Regions from separate parts of the Callithrix jacchus genome. Here region 1 is linked to region 2. A link is a contact called in public Hi-C data. All regions are on one chromosome and are shown on one strand. The core of a region is the stretch at or near the end of the contact, and the rest is flanking DNA. Distances in the headings are between cores, read along the strand shown. Region 1 overlaps HLCS (holocarboxylase synthetase). Region 2 has its middle 13 kb from the start of CLDN14.

What was found. A called contact is a pair of places that touch in the nucleus more often than the background predicts.
Region 1: a contact with region 2 is called in a Hi-C map of induced pluripotent stem cells, with 4 times the contacts expected there. The contact joins two enhancer-like sites. A contact is called at or near these places in 3 of 3 Hi-C or Micro-C datasets (induced pluripotent stem cells and skeletal muscle).

What each region holds. Positions count from the first base shown.
Region 1 is chr21:42,923,575-42,929,627 of calJac240_pri, reverse strand. HLCS (holocarboxylase synthetase) reads left to right here. Exons shown (of 12, transcript XM_078358637.1): 6 at 1-73. Among named protein-coding and RNA genes, the nearest start is that of HLCS, 60 kb to the left of the region's middle. Within about 2 kb of position 2,022, at least 2 of the 16 cell types and tissues checked have an H3K27ac peak or open chromatin away from gene starts, as enhancers often do.
Region 2 is chr21:42,519,111-42,525,995 of calJac240_pri, reverse strand. No RefSeq gene overlaps it. Among named protein-coding and RNA genes, the nearest start is that of CLDN14, 13 kb to the right of the region's middle. Within about 2 kb of position 4,210, at least 3 of the 16 cell types and tissues checked have an H3K27ac peak or open chromatin away from gene starts, as enhancers often do.

The sequences.
Region 1 (6,053 bases), core at 773-3,272, 410 kb before region 2:
GACCCTCGGCCTCAGCTGTGACATGAAACAGGTTCCTGCCTTAACGCCTCTTTACTTGCTGTCAGCCGCGGAGGTGAGTTGTAGGCTCAGCTGGGCGGAGCGCACCGCAATGGGGCCCCCTTCACAGTGGCGACCAGTTGCCTTTCATTGTTTTATTTTGGTTGGTTTTGATTTTGATTTTTCATTTCCGTTTTGACTTTGGGTTTGAAAATCATCTTCAAGATGTGCAAGTATTCATTTTGTGGGGGAGCATTACGTGTGAGGGAGGGACGACTAGTAGAGCTTAGAAAGGTGTGAAGTCCGCAGGTGCGGCCCTTTCCACGTTAGGTGGAGGCGGGTCCCTGTGTCAGGAGTATATTTAGAAACCGTCATTTTATTCATTTGGGATTGAAAACATTTGTTTTGATTTGGGCAGCTGTCAGCCAATCTTCGGAACAGTCACATTTGTGCTCATGTCTGCCATCTTGTGGCAGCTGCGCTCCGAGTTTCAGTTCACTCTGTGAGTCGTGTCTAACAAGAAAATGCCCATGGAGCTGGGAATGTGTTCGGGACTTTTCTCGGCCGGTGCTTGCACCTGCTGCCTGTGATTGATACCTGGTTTTGGGCAGGTCGCCAGATTCCCCAGGTGTGTGTTCTTGCTAATCCCCCTGGCTTGGCCATGCTGTCAGTTTCGCAGTCATTGTGACAAATTATTTTGTCTATCTCTGTTGTCTTCTCTGAACAGACAAATTTGTGAGTTTAATAACATAACCATGTAGTTTCTGCAAACACTCAATAGTCTTGATGACTTTAAACATCAAACTGGGAGGCCAAGGTGGGTGGATCACGAGGTCAGGAGTTCAAGACCAGCTTGGCCAACATGGAGAAACCCCATCTCTACTGAAAATATAAAAATTAGCCGGATGTGGTGTTAGATGCCTGCAATCCCAGCTACTTGGGAGGCTGAGGGAGAGAACTGCTTGAATCTGGGAGGCGGAGGTTGTGGTGAGCCTAGATCGCCCCACTGCTCTCCAGGCTGTACAATAGAGCGAGACTCCATCTCAAAAAAAACAAAAAAACACCAAACTTAGCTGCTTTCTCTTGAACAGAACAAATTTTACCTCTCACCCCAGCATTTTTTAAAAAGGAGGCAATTTCCTTTGTGTTACACTGTGTCCCTTAGTTTTTGGAGGATGGCAGAGCTATGAGCTATCTCGGGATGATGGGCTCACTTGGAGAAGACAGACAGAAAATCTGAGAGCATTTGGGATTGGAACATCTTATAGGGTTATTTGAGGACTAGATGAAATCATATATGTGAAAGTTCTGCATAAATTGTATTATTTAGACGATAGTGCAATTACTACGTTGTTGGGGTTGAATGAGTTAAATGTGTATAATGTGTCTAACAAGTGCCTGTTACCTTGTTTTAAAAGACTACAGGTATGTTTTTAATTTAAAAATGAATAATATAGTAATGAATGATTTTTTTTTTGAGATGGAGTTTTGCTCTTGTCGCCCAGACTGGAGTGCAATGGTGCAATCTCGGCTCACTGCAACCTCTGCCTCCTGGGTTCAAGTGATTCTCCTGCCTCATCCTCCCGATTACAGGCATGTGCCACCACACCTGGCTAATTTTGTATTTTTGGTAGAGACACGGTTTCTCCATGTTGGTCAGGCTGGTCTTGAACTCCCGACCTCAGGTGATCTGCCTGCCTTGGGCTCCCAAAGTGCTGGAATTACAGGCGTTAGCCACTGTGCACAGCCCAATTTTTTTTTTTCTATTTAAGAAACTTTCTTTTATTATACTTTCATCCAGTCTTTAGCCAGTTTGCACTGGTTTGATGGATGCTCTTTGGAATTAATGGTGTGCCTTTTGTTTGCCTCTCTGTCCCAGGAGCTCAGAGCATCCCGAGAGAGTGGAGTATCTCTGTTTTTATGTGTTGCATTAATAGAAGGAAGTGTCACCTCTGACTTGTGACTTATAAAAAAAAAATCAAAATAAAACCAGCCCTCAGGGCTTCAAGTGTTATGGGCAACCCACCTTGGAGGAGTGGGGCAGGGCCATGTTGGGAAGTGTGACTGGTGTCCCACTCCCCTAGACCTTCGCTGTCCCTCTTTTCCTGGGCGTGGAGTGCTGGGGCTGGCTACCTTAGCGAGTGCCTGCTCAGAGGCTCCCAGCCGGGGAAGTCAGGGAGTGAGGTGGCCTGGCCCTGCCCTTTCTGGGAGTTCTGATCATGCTGGTCTTTGGACTTGACCTCCAGACTCTTGGACAGAGCAGTGGATAGGAAAGAGCAGCCCCGCCCCAGGTTATTCACCTGTGGGCAGAAGTTTGGAATTCTTGGCATTTCTGGTGTATTTAGGATGAGTATGACCTGAATACCCAAGTTGGGGCTTTGTATCATGTGTCCAATTATATTCAAGCACACAACAGACACTTCACATTTTTGTTCTTTCAGTTTTTTTAAACAGCCTGGGGCAGTGGGAGGTGATACATTTTCACCTATTGATTGATCAGTTGCGGGAGTACTGATTTCCCTTTTCACAAACCTTGGGAATGAAATGCTTGAACATGATTAGAGCAAATATTTTGCTCTGTATACACATACACGATCACTCCCTACTAAGCCCCTTATTACATAATAACTTCAGAAAAGAATTATTTTCAGAAACGTTCACTTCCCACTGCGGGCCCTCCACTTGGCCTTGCTGGTTTTCTTGAGTATCTGTGCTGTGGACTACTCTCGTCTCAGTTGCTTATTTCTGACTGAGTTCTGCTTTACTTTGGGAGCCCAAGGAATGGAATGATTATGTGTATGTTGTACATACCCTCATTTATTAATGTTTATTGTTAGTTTTTGAGGCAGGGTCTTGCTCTGTTGCCCCGGCTGGAGTGTAGTGGTGCAATTATGGCTCACTGCAGCCTCAACCTCCCAAGCTCATGAGATCCTCCCACCTCAGCCCCTGCTAGTATCTGGGACTACAGGTTTGCATCGCCACACTTGGCTAATTTTTAAATACTTTTTGTAGAGACGGGGTTTCTCCATGTTGCCCAGGCTGGTCTTGAACTCCTAAGCTCAAAAATGTGCCTGGCTTGTCTTCCCAAGGTGTTGGGATTACAGGCGTGAGCCACCATGCCTGGCCTCTGTATTAACTGCTTAGATGACCTTGAATCTGCTAAAGAAGGAAATGGCAGAATTCAGTTCTATCTGATGTTTTCTTGGAATACAAGTTATCTAAAGGATGATGCAAATGAATTTGAACGTGGATCTACACGACTGAGTTGGTCTTTCCAGAGAAGGCTGAATTCCTCCTGTATCCGGTCACTGTGCTGTGGGTCAGTGTTTATAGACCTGGACCACAGAGCCTGGGAGTGGAATTGGGTTTGTACTTTGCATTTGGGTTTCTTTCCGGCATCCCTACTTAACAGATCTCTGTCATCCCCATGGAATTAAGTTTCATGGAAGAATCTTGGCACCCAGTCATCTGCTAAATCCCCCTGTCCATTCAGCTCATCACCTGCCTTAGGGATTGGATGCCTGGGCCCGCTTTCTGCTTCCTGTGGCTCTGTTGCTGGGAATCAAAGATCTCTCGCCACAGGGTGTCGCTGCTGAGCTAGGCTGCCTGGCATACAGAATCCTAGAACTATAAAGTTGTTCTTCAGAGATTTAATTTTTTTCTCTCTGTATCAGTTTCACATAGTATAATTTTATAGTTTTCTATTATATTGGTGGCACTTTCTTTTGGGTCTGCAGAAATGATTTCAATGTCCCAGTTAATAATATTCGTCTTGCATTCAACATTTACCATGTCCTAGGTACTATTATAGTATGGGATATGAAATAACAAAATAAATCCACCAGTTATCTAAATAGTTTTACTGTGTGCCAGCTGTGTTTATACAGTTTGCTGCCTTGACACTTGCTCTTTATGACGAATAGCACAGAAGATTTATGTGCTTGTCTGTTACTGTGATATGACTGGAAAGGACACCAGCAAGACCCGAGGAGAAAAAGCCCTCGCGTCAATGACACTTGGCTCTTGACATTTGTGAAGGATGTGCTCCGAGGCTTTCGTCGGTCCCAAACACCACGGTAGAGTGTGATTCCCACTGTAAAACCCGTCATGTGTGACTTCATCAGCGTCACTGTGCCCGACACCAGGAGGAAGCAGGACTTGGCTGAGGCGCAGGCTCTGGGCGGCCGAGCTGGGCTTCCTCCCGCCAAGGCTTTCACAGTTCATGGAACCTCGCAGAAGGAGGATTGAAATTTGGGTCCCAACAAAATGAACAAAAGTTAAACCATAAAACAAACACACGTTTGCCATACACCTATCTCCGTAGAAAGAAGACTACCCTGTGTGCGGCGGCTCATGCCTATAATCCCAGTGCTTTTAGAGGCGGAGGCCGGTGGATCGCTCGAGCCCAGGAGTTCAAAACGAGCCTGGGAAACCTGGAAAAATTTTGTATTCTTTACAAAAAATACAAAAATTAGCCAGGCATGGTAGTGCATGCTTGTAGTCCCAGCAACTCAGGAGGCTGAGGCAGGAGGATTACCTGAGCCAGGGAGTTGAGGCTACAGTGAGCTGTGATTGTGCCACTGCACTCCAGCCTGGGCAACGGAATGAGACCCTGTCTCAAAAAAAAAAAAAAAAAAAAAAAGGAAACAAGATTGGAAGGAAAAGGAAATCTGGTATATACTGGATATATTTCTAGTGGAGTGCTTAAGGGTGATTTTAATAATCTTTTAACACTTTCTCTGTATTTTCCAAGTTTTCTATAATGATCATATATCGCTTTTATAATGAGCCAAATTAGTTATTAAAAACTAAAAAACAAATGACTGTGTGTCATTGGACTTTGAAGGTATCTCACACATGGTCACACTTGGATGTTAAAAGGCGGGGAATCTCGTATAGGTCTTGACACTTTGGCTAATGTTAGTATTTGTCATATTATTTAAAAAGGTTTCTCTTTGATAGTAAAACCCGTGACTCTTGTTCGTGGCCTGTGGCAGCCGTGACTCCCATGGTTAACTGTGAGCTGTGAGTTGGTGTGCGGGTGCCTCCGAGCTGAAGTGCTCCCTTTGCTTCTGTGGGTGGAGGGTACCCCTGGTGTGAGTTCATAATTTGGGTGCCCCACCCCTGCTGGGATGGTCCAGTTACTTGGCAGAGTCCTTTGAACTGTTTCTCCAAGACCACATATATGGGGGCCTCTCCATGGCTTCCTCTCTGCAGATGTTGGTGGGTGAGAAACACCACATGGCTGACTGCTGGGTGTCCTGGGTGGGATCACCTGGTGTCTGCCACATCTTCCCATCGCAAGCGGGGGACGGGCAGTGAGCCACATTACATCTTTACCGTGCCGAGACGTGAGTGTTTGTGAGAGACACCGATTTTATAGAAGAAACACAATTCTTTCCCTCACAGAACACCAGAAAAAAACATAATTATTTTATGTTTTATAGAAACATTTTAATAGATTTTATTTTCTATCAAATTTGATAAAAAATAATAGAGAAAAAATGTAATTCTTTCCCAATTGAGAATCTGTTTTCCTTTTTAGCTCTGCCAGAGCAATGGCAGAAAGGGAGAGCACAGGAGGCCCGCTTCAAGGCGTCTCACTGGGAGGGGCTGCTGAAGGGTTGCGACTGGCCAGGACCTGGACCTGTGTGTGGGGCAGAGCCAGCCCCCACCCTCCACCCCTGCAGAGTTAGTTGCCCGCCAGCGGGTCCCTTTTGATCCCCCCAGTGAGGCCAGAGGAAGTGGAAGAGGGTGGGATGTGCCACCCCCAAGAAGGCTGGCACCTTTGCCTCTCATAACTGGAGACCTTGTGCATTGCTACCCTAGCCTGGGACGTTTGCTCAGGATCTGGGGAGCACGAGGTTTTTTCCAGTATGAAAAAGCTTGGGAAACTTGTGCGTGTTCACCGTGGCCAACGGTGGCTAATGGTGTGTCAATGCTCTGAGAAAAAGAAGCTGGTTGTACTCTTGGCAGGAGTCCCATGTCCAGTTACCTTACCCTTGGGATCAAGATGTAGCTGTCACAAGAAGTGACAACTGAGTTTGTTACTGAAA
Region 2 (6,885 bases), core at 2,961-5,460:
ACTCTGGTCTTGAACTCCTGTGTCCAAGTGATCCTCCCACTTTGGCCTCCCAAAGTGCTGTTATTACAAGCGTGAGCCCCCATGTCTGTCCTTTTTAGTATTTTTGAAGTTAGGCTGTGACATATACTAGATAGCATGTGATCATTTAATTTTTCTGTGACATAATCAGTGATGCTTCATCCTACAATTGATGGCATCTTAATTTCATCAAAATATATTTTTCATTTAAAACTTTGTAGGATGCCATTCATTCATTCAGCAATTCAGTAGTATTTATTACGCATCTGCTTGTATTGTATGTATTGTATTCTTTGCATATATTTCAGTTGCATTTTATTCCAAACTCTTGATTATAATGCATAATGTAGACCTTTATATACTAATGCATTGATATTAATCAGACCTAATTCCATGAATTTAAAAATCCATTCTTGGTTGGGGTATTAGTTCGTTTTCATGCTGCTAATAAAGACATACCTGAGACTGGGCAATTTACGAAGGAAAGAGGTTTAATGGAGAACTCAGTTCCACGTGGCTGGGGAAGCTTTACAGTCATGGCAGAAGGCAAAGAGGAGCAAATCACATCTTACATGGATGGCAGCAGGCAGAGAGAGAGCCTGTGCAGGGAAACTCCCATTTTTAAAACCATCAGATCTCCTGAGACTTATTCACTATCACAAGAGCAGAATGAGAAAGCTCCACCCCCATGATTCAATCACCTCCCACTAGGTCCCTCCCGCAACACATGGGAATTCAAGATGGGATTTGGGTGGGGACACAGCCAAACCATATTAGCCGGGCATGGTGGCTCACACCCATAATCCTAACACTTTGGGAGGCTGAAGCAGGCAGATCACTTGAGGTCAGGAGCTCGAGACCATACTGGTCAACATGGTGAATCCCATCTCTACTAAAAATACAAAAATTAGCCTGGCATGGTGGTGCGCACCTGTCATCGCAGCTACTTGGGAGGCTGAGGCAGGAGGCTCGCTTGAACCTAGGAGGCAGAGGTTGCAGTGAGCTGAGATCATGTCACTGAACTCCAGCCTGGGCTACAGATCAAGACTCCACCTCAAAAGAAAAAAAATCCATTCTTGCCTAAACCCAGTAGTTCTGAACGCTGGCTGCATGTTCAAACCATCCGTGTAGTTTTCTAAACTATCAGTTCTCAGATCACACTTCTCAGAGACTGAATTAATTGGTCTAGGAGTAGGGCCCAGGCATTAAGAATTTTTCAAAGCTTCCCAAGTGATCTAATGTGTAGCCTGGGTTGAGAACATTTTCCTTCCTTTAGGTGAAATGGATTCAAGGTTACATGGATGTTTTAGTAGTTCGGAAAGATGGTGTTTTGTTTTATAGTAACCAACTTATATTCTTACTACTATTATATTTATGAATGCAAAGAAACTCTATAAGTGTTAGTGGATAACACTGTGAAACCAGGATATTTAAGGAATATTGGCTCCTAAAGACATCCATGTCAAATACTGTACAATTTGCATTTGATTCTTACACACTCAGTATTGTTTGAAGTGAGCACCATAATAAGATCGGGAACGTTGATGACGTGTGAAACAGTAGCTGTAAAGTTTACAAGACCTCTCAGTAACATGAAGCCTCTCGATGACGGCTGTGCACTAGAAGAAAGCAGTCTAAGATATCATTTCCTCGGAACACCCTCTTCATGACGGAAAGCGAACTCTGCTGATTTCGGACTGACCCTAAGCATACTACAGAGATGGAATAACGCTCTTGACCCCCTGCCGCTCGTGCAGTAGTGTAATATGATACCACATCAGACCTCAACAGGCATAAGAATGGTATTTCATGGGAGCCAGCTTGCAGAAGAAAGGACTGTTCGTTTCTGGACCCTGCCTCTTGCTAACTTCATAATCTTGGACAGGTCACTAAACCCATCAAAGCTCTTGCTTCCCAGCGTGCATAGTTCGGATAATTCTAAGGTTCAGCTATTGCGGATACTGGAGTTAACACAGGTGAACACATACTACTCCTCACGATGGTTCCCTCTGACTGCTTTTCGCTCACCGTGGTGTGTTCCAGAACATTCAGGAAAGAATAGCACCATTAACCCCTTCCAACCTCTTCCAACCTCTGCAAACGAGTATGTAGGGTTCAGGCACTGGGTCTATGTTTTAAACAATAGCTTAACCCCTTTTGGGTTCCTTGGGTTTTTTTTTAATGGGATTTTTAAATTCATAAGACTTTTTCCATCCAGTGTTTTTTTGTGGCCTAGTAACAAGATCCTAAAATACATTCACTTTGATCTCCCTCCTGCCATCAAAAACAACCCCTCTCGAGGAGGGGGGCTAGCTGGGAGCCTGGGGTGTGTTCAATTACAGAGAACCATGGGCCCTTTAATTTAGGGCCAGGCTACCAAAAAAGAGAGACTAACAGAGCCTCCCAGTCGCCACCCATGCTGAGTGGAATGCATGAGTCTGGAGTCAGCGGGTGGCATCCGTGTCAAAGCAGCAGAATATCTAGAAGGAAACAGGAAGGAAGGAGATCCTCAAGGAGGACATTTAGGAGTTCTGGGCCTGTTCCCTAAAGCCAGTAAGTTCCAGTTCAGTTTCATAGTCTCAGGCCCAAATGTCCCACTGACTTCTGGGAAACCTTGTCTGTGCTCTTTGAATGTGACCCTCCCTGGGTCAGATGACCGTTGCCATGTCCCCAAGGTCAGATTTTAACTGGTTTCTCCCACCCACCCTAGTGTTTCCCAGTCATGGTTTCACTTTTCTAAAAAAAAAAAAGAGAGAGAGAGAGAGTGACAGAAACTTCCATTAATAGTGTATTTTAATACCCTACAGAGGTGGCAATATAAACAGGTAGATTTCTTTGCTCTTCATGTTGCTGATAGAAACTGGGCAGATATATTTCATGCAAATGGGGCTTGACCCGGGTGAAATCCTTCAGCCCTCAGATAAGCCATCATCCTTTCCTCCTAAAGGCAGAGAAGGAAACGTGAAGGTGCCACTGAAGGGTTCAGGATGCGGCAGGCCATTAGCCGGGCAGACAGCAGGCACATTGCTGAGATCTGCTGCTGAGCCACGCTCCCCAGGTATTAATTAGCTGGGCCACTTTGGGCCACTGATGTAAGCTCTCTGAGTTTGCTTTCTCATCATTAAATGGGATCAAGTCATACTCCCTGCGTAGAGCTCTGTGCAGATGAGAGGAAACGATGTGGATGGGGTGGCTGGCACGGCGATCATGAGTCTTATTAAAATACTAAGTGTGGCTATTTGAAACTTAGGAGTAAACAAGAAAAAGAATCAGCAACTTCCTACTGATGGTGAGTCGACTTCATAAAAAGGAAAGAAAATATGTAAGCAAAGAGGGAGCTAAGGAATGGAATGTGTCAGCCAGGCACGGTGGCACACACCTGTAACCCCAGCACTTTGGGAGGCTGAGGCAGGTGGATCACTTGAGGCAAGAAGTTCGAGATCAGCCTGCCCGACAAGATGAAACCATGTCTCTACTAAAAGCACAAAAATTAGTCAGACATGGTGGTGCATGCCTATAATCCCAGCTACTCAGGAGGCCAAGGCAGGAGAATTGCTTGAACCTGGGAGGTGGAGTTTGCAGTGAGCCAAGATTGTGCCACTGCACTCCAGCCTGGGTGACAGAATGAAACTCTGTCTAAAAAAGAATGGAATGTATCTCCTTCCTAGGAACTTATCCTCCAGACCCTGTGGTTTGTCAGCGGGACGTGTCACTGTCTGAGATGTCACTGTCACTTGGGCTGCAGTAACAGGTCCAAGGCTGCAAAGTCTGAGGTGGCCTCGTGCCCAGCGTGACCTCAGGCAAGCTCCCAGCTGAGAGGGCAGGTATGGGGAAGCCCAACCCAGCCCCGCCAACATTTCATTTCATTGCCCACTCCCTGCCTTCTGCTGGGTCTGGTGTTAGGCTCCTGGATATGGGGCCGTGTGCTAACTTGCCATAAACAGACTAGAAAGGAGGACCTTTGCAGCTAAGCCAAGTCAAACACCGCAGTGAAAACCTAGCCTGAACTGCCCCAGGCTGCTTCCAAGGCAAAGCAAACATTATAAATGAACAACATGCTCTAATTCTCCACCTCGCAGGAGTCGCATGGCAGGACAGGTAGACTCTGTGTGTGCTTCTGGGCCCAGTGCCGCCCACAGGGTGGCTTGGAGAACCCTGATTTTCTCCATCAGCCCCCGATTCTGTGAGAATGTTGTTCTGTCATCAGGAGATGACAGCAGCCTTGTGGAAGCGTTGATCATCTGAGAAGCAATAAATCCCTGCTGGCTTTGGCCAGCTGGCCCCATGAGCTGTAATATGTCCCTCGCTTTGCCTTTGGCTCTGTAGCCCAAGAATATTTTATTATCTACGTGTCTAAATCAATGACTCTCAACTTCACAATGCATGAGAGTCACCTGGATTGGAACAGGGGCTGACATAAAAGCACAGATTCCCAACCTCCCGTCCTGAAATTCTGATTCGGTAGGCCTGGGTGGGGCCCCAGGACAGACATTGCAACACGCCCCCAGCAGCAACCTTAGAGACTCGAACACAGGAAGCAGCACTATTCTAATCTTGATCACTCTTTACTAATAGCCTAAATGCACTCAATCCCTCACGAATAACTCTCTGTAGGAACCCAGCCCGTAAAACAAAAAGGCTGCGTATGCAGATTTGAAGTGAAAACTTGGGAGACTGAGGCGGGAGAACTGCTTGAACCCAGGAGGTGGAGGTTGCAGTGAGCCGAGATCGCGCCACTACACTCCATCCTGGATGACAGAGCAAGTCTCTGTCTCAAAAAATAAAAAAGAAAATGTAGGTACAGTAGCTTAGAGATAATTAAATAGTTAAAGGACAAATGGGTTTCTTCATAGGAACATAACATTAAGAGGAGGGCTTCTGGAGCAGAAGACGAGGCTACCAGGGTAGGCGCAGTAAGTGATCTGATGGGCCGGCCGCTAGGCTGGGAGCATCTGTGGGTGATTGCAATGACAGTGGAGACTGGAGGGGGGCTTATGGGGTTAAATAGTGCCCCCCCAAATTCACATCCTTCCCAGAACCTTGGATTGTGAGCTTATTTGTAAATAGGGTCGTTGCAGACGTCGTTAGTGGAGTCACAATGAGGTCATCCTGCAAGAAGGTGGACCTTAATCCAGTATGACTTGTAAACCAATACAGGGGCTTTCGGAAGAAAAGAAGACTGAGGACAGGACTCCGGGTAGGGAAGGATGGCAGGGCAGTGGCAAAGAGCCCCTGAGGCTGGGCTGGAGACCGGGAGCCAGCAGATGTCCGGATGTCCCTCCAAAAGCATCTACCCGATGACAGAGGACCAAGGGCTGGAGGAGCAGCCTCCTGCTCAGTGCTCCCTGCTCATCTTCTCCTTCCCTCCATCCTGTATTTCCAAACAGATCTCACAGAATTTAGCAAAGCCACCTTCTAAGCCTCCTCCAAAATTGAAGTGCTTTTGACCAGCCTGGCCAACATGGTGAAACCTCATCTCTACTCAGTCTCCAATACAAAAATTAGCTGGGCATGGTGGCAGGCACCTGTAATCCAAGCTACTTGGGAGGCTGAGGCAGGAGAATCGCTTGAACCCAGGAGGCGGAGGTTTCAGCAAGTCAAGATCACCCACTGCACTCCGGCCCGGTGGGCAGAGTGAGACCAAAAATGAAAGCAGGAAAAAACAACCTTGGAGAAAGCTGAAGGCAACGGCCCCATTCACGTGAAAGCTCTGAAGGTCAGTTTCCCAGCAGTGGCCAGGCTCACTGCCCCGCCAAACCGACGTGTGCTCTGGGCTTATGTCTTGAGTCTTGTGGTTGATGAAGACTCATCTCTATATCCCTCCTTCAGTGAAATTTCCTAAGATGCAACCCCAGAAACGTTACTCTTCTGTCATATCAGTGATTCTCACGTGGCCTGAAACTGGCCAAATAAGAAAATAAAGGTGCTTCATCCAGGTGGGCGGAGTGCAAGAAGGCACCCCCATCTGGGTGGCTGAATTACAAAAAGTACCCTTGCTGAGTGAACCACCTAGAAGAAAAGGACAGGACCCTGGCACCTCGGGCAGGGACCAAGCCCTGGTTGAATTTCAGCTCCCACAAGGGCCCCTCAGTGGCCACCTTCGTGCAGGGCTGATGGCATCCAGGCACATGCAGCCAGTGGGGCCCAAACCAGAACCTACACTGGTTTTCCCATGTCTGTATTGAAGCTGAAGGCCAGCTGAGAGGTGCCCCCACCTTTCTGCAGGCTGCTGTCTGCCACAGCTAGTTCTTATGAGCGTTTTTCCCTGGGTGGAGGGGAAGAGCTCTTTGTCGTCGGTCCTACCGATTTCCACATCCCCATCCCACCTGCAATGGTGCTCACTTTACAGTGGCTTATACTCACAACAGGTCTGCTGATCTTTTTTTTTTTGAGATGGAGTCTTGCTCTGCCACCTAGGCTGTAGTGCAGTGTGCAATCTTGGTTCACTGCAACCTCCGCCTCCCAGGTTCAAGCAATTCCCTGCCTCAGCCTCCCCAGTAGCTGGGATTACAGGCACCTGCCAACACACCCAGATGATTTTTGAATTTTTTTTTTTTTTTAGTAGAGGCGAGGTTTTAGCATCTTGGCCAGGCTGGTCTTAAACTCCTGACCTCGTGATCCACCCACCTTGGCCTCCCAAAGTGCTGAGATTACAGGCGTGAGCCACCTCCCCTGGCCATGTCTGCTGATCTTAAGTGCACATATCCAGTCTGAGACTGGAAATCTCTTATTCAACCAACCTGCTGCTGTACAGGTATTTTTCCCACCAGTTACTCTACCAGTCTTTCATCTTGCTTGTCAACTAAATCCAGACAAGAGATGTAAAATACAAGTTCGTGTAGATTTTCCAGGAGCAGAGAAAAGGCA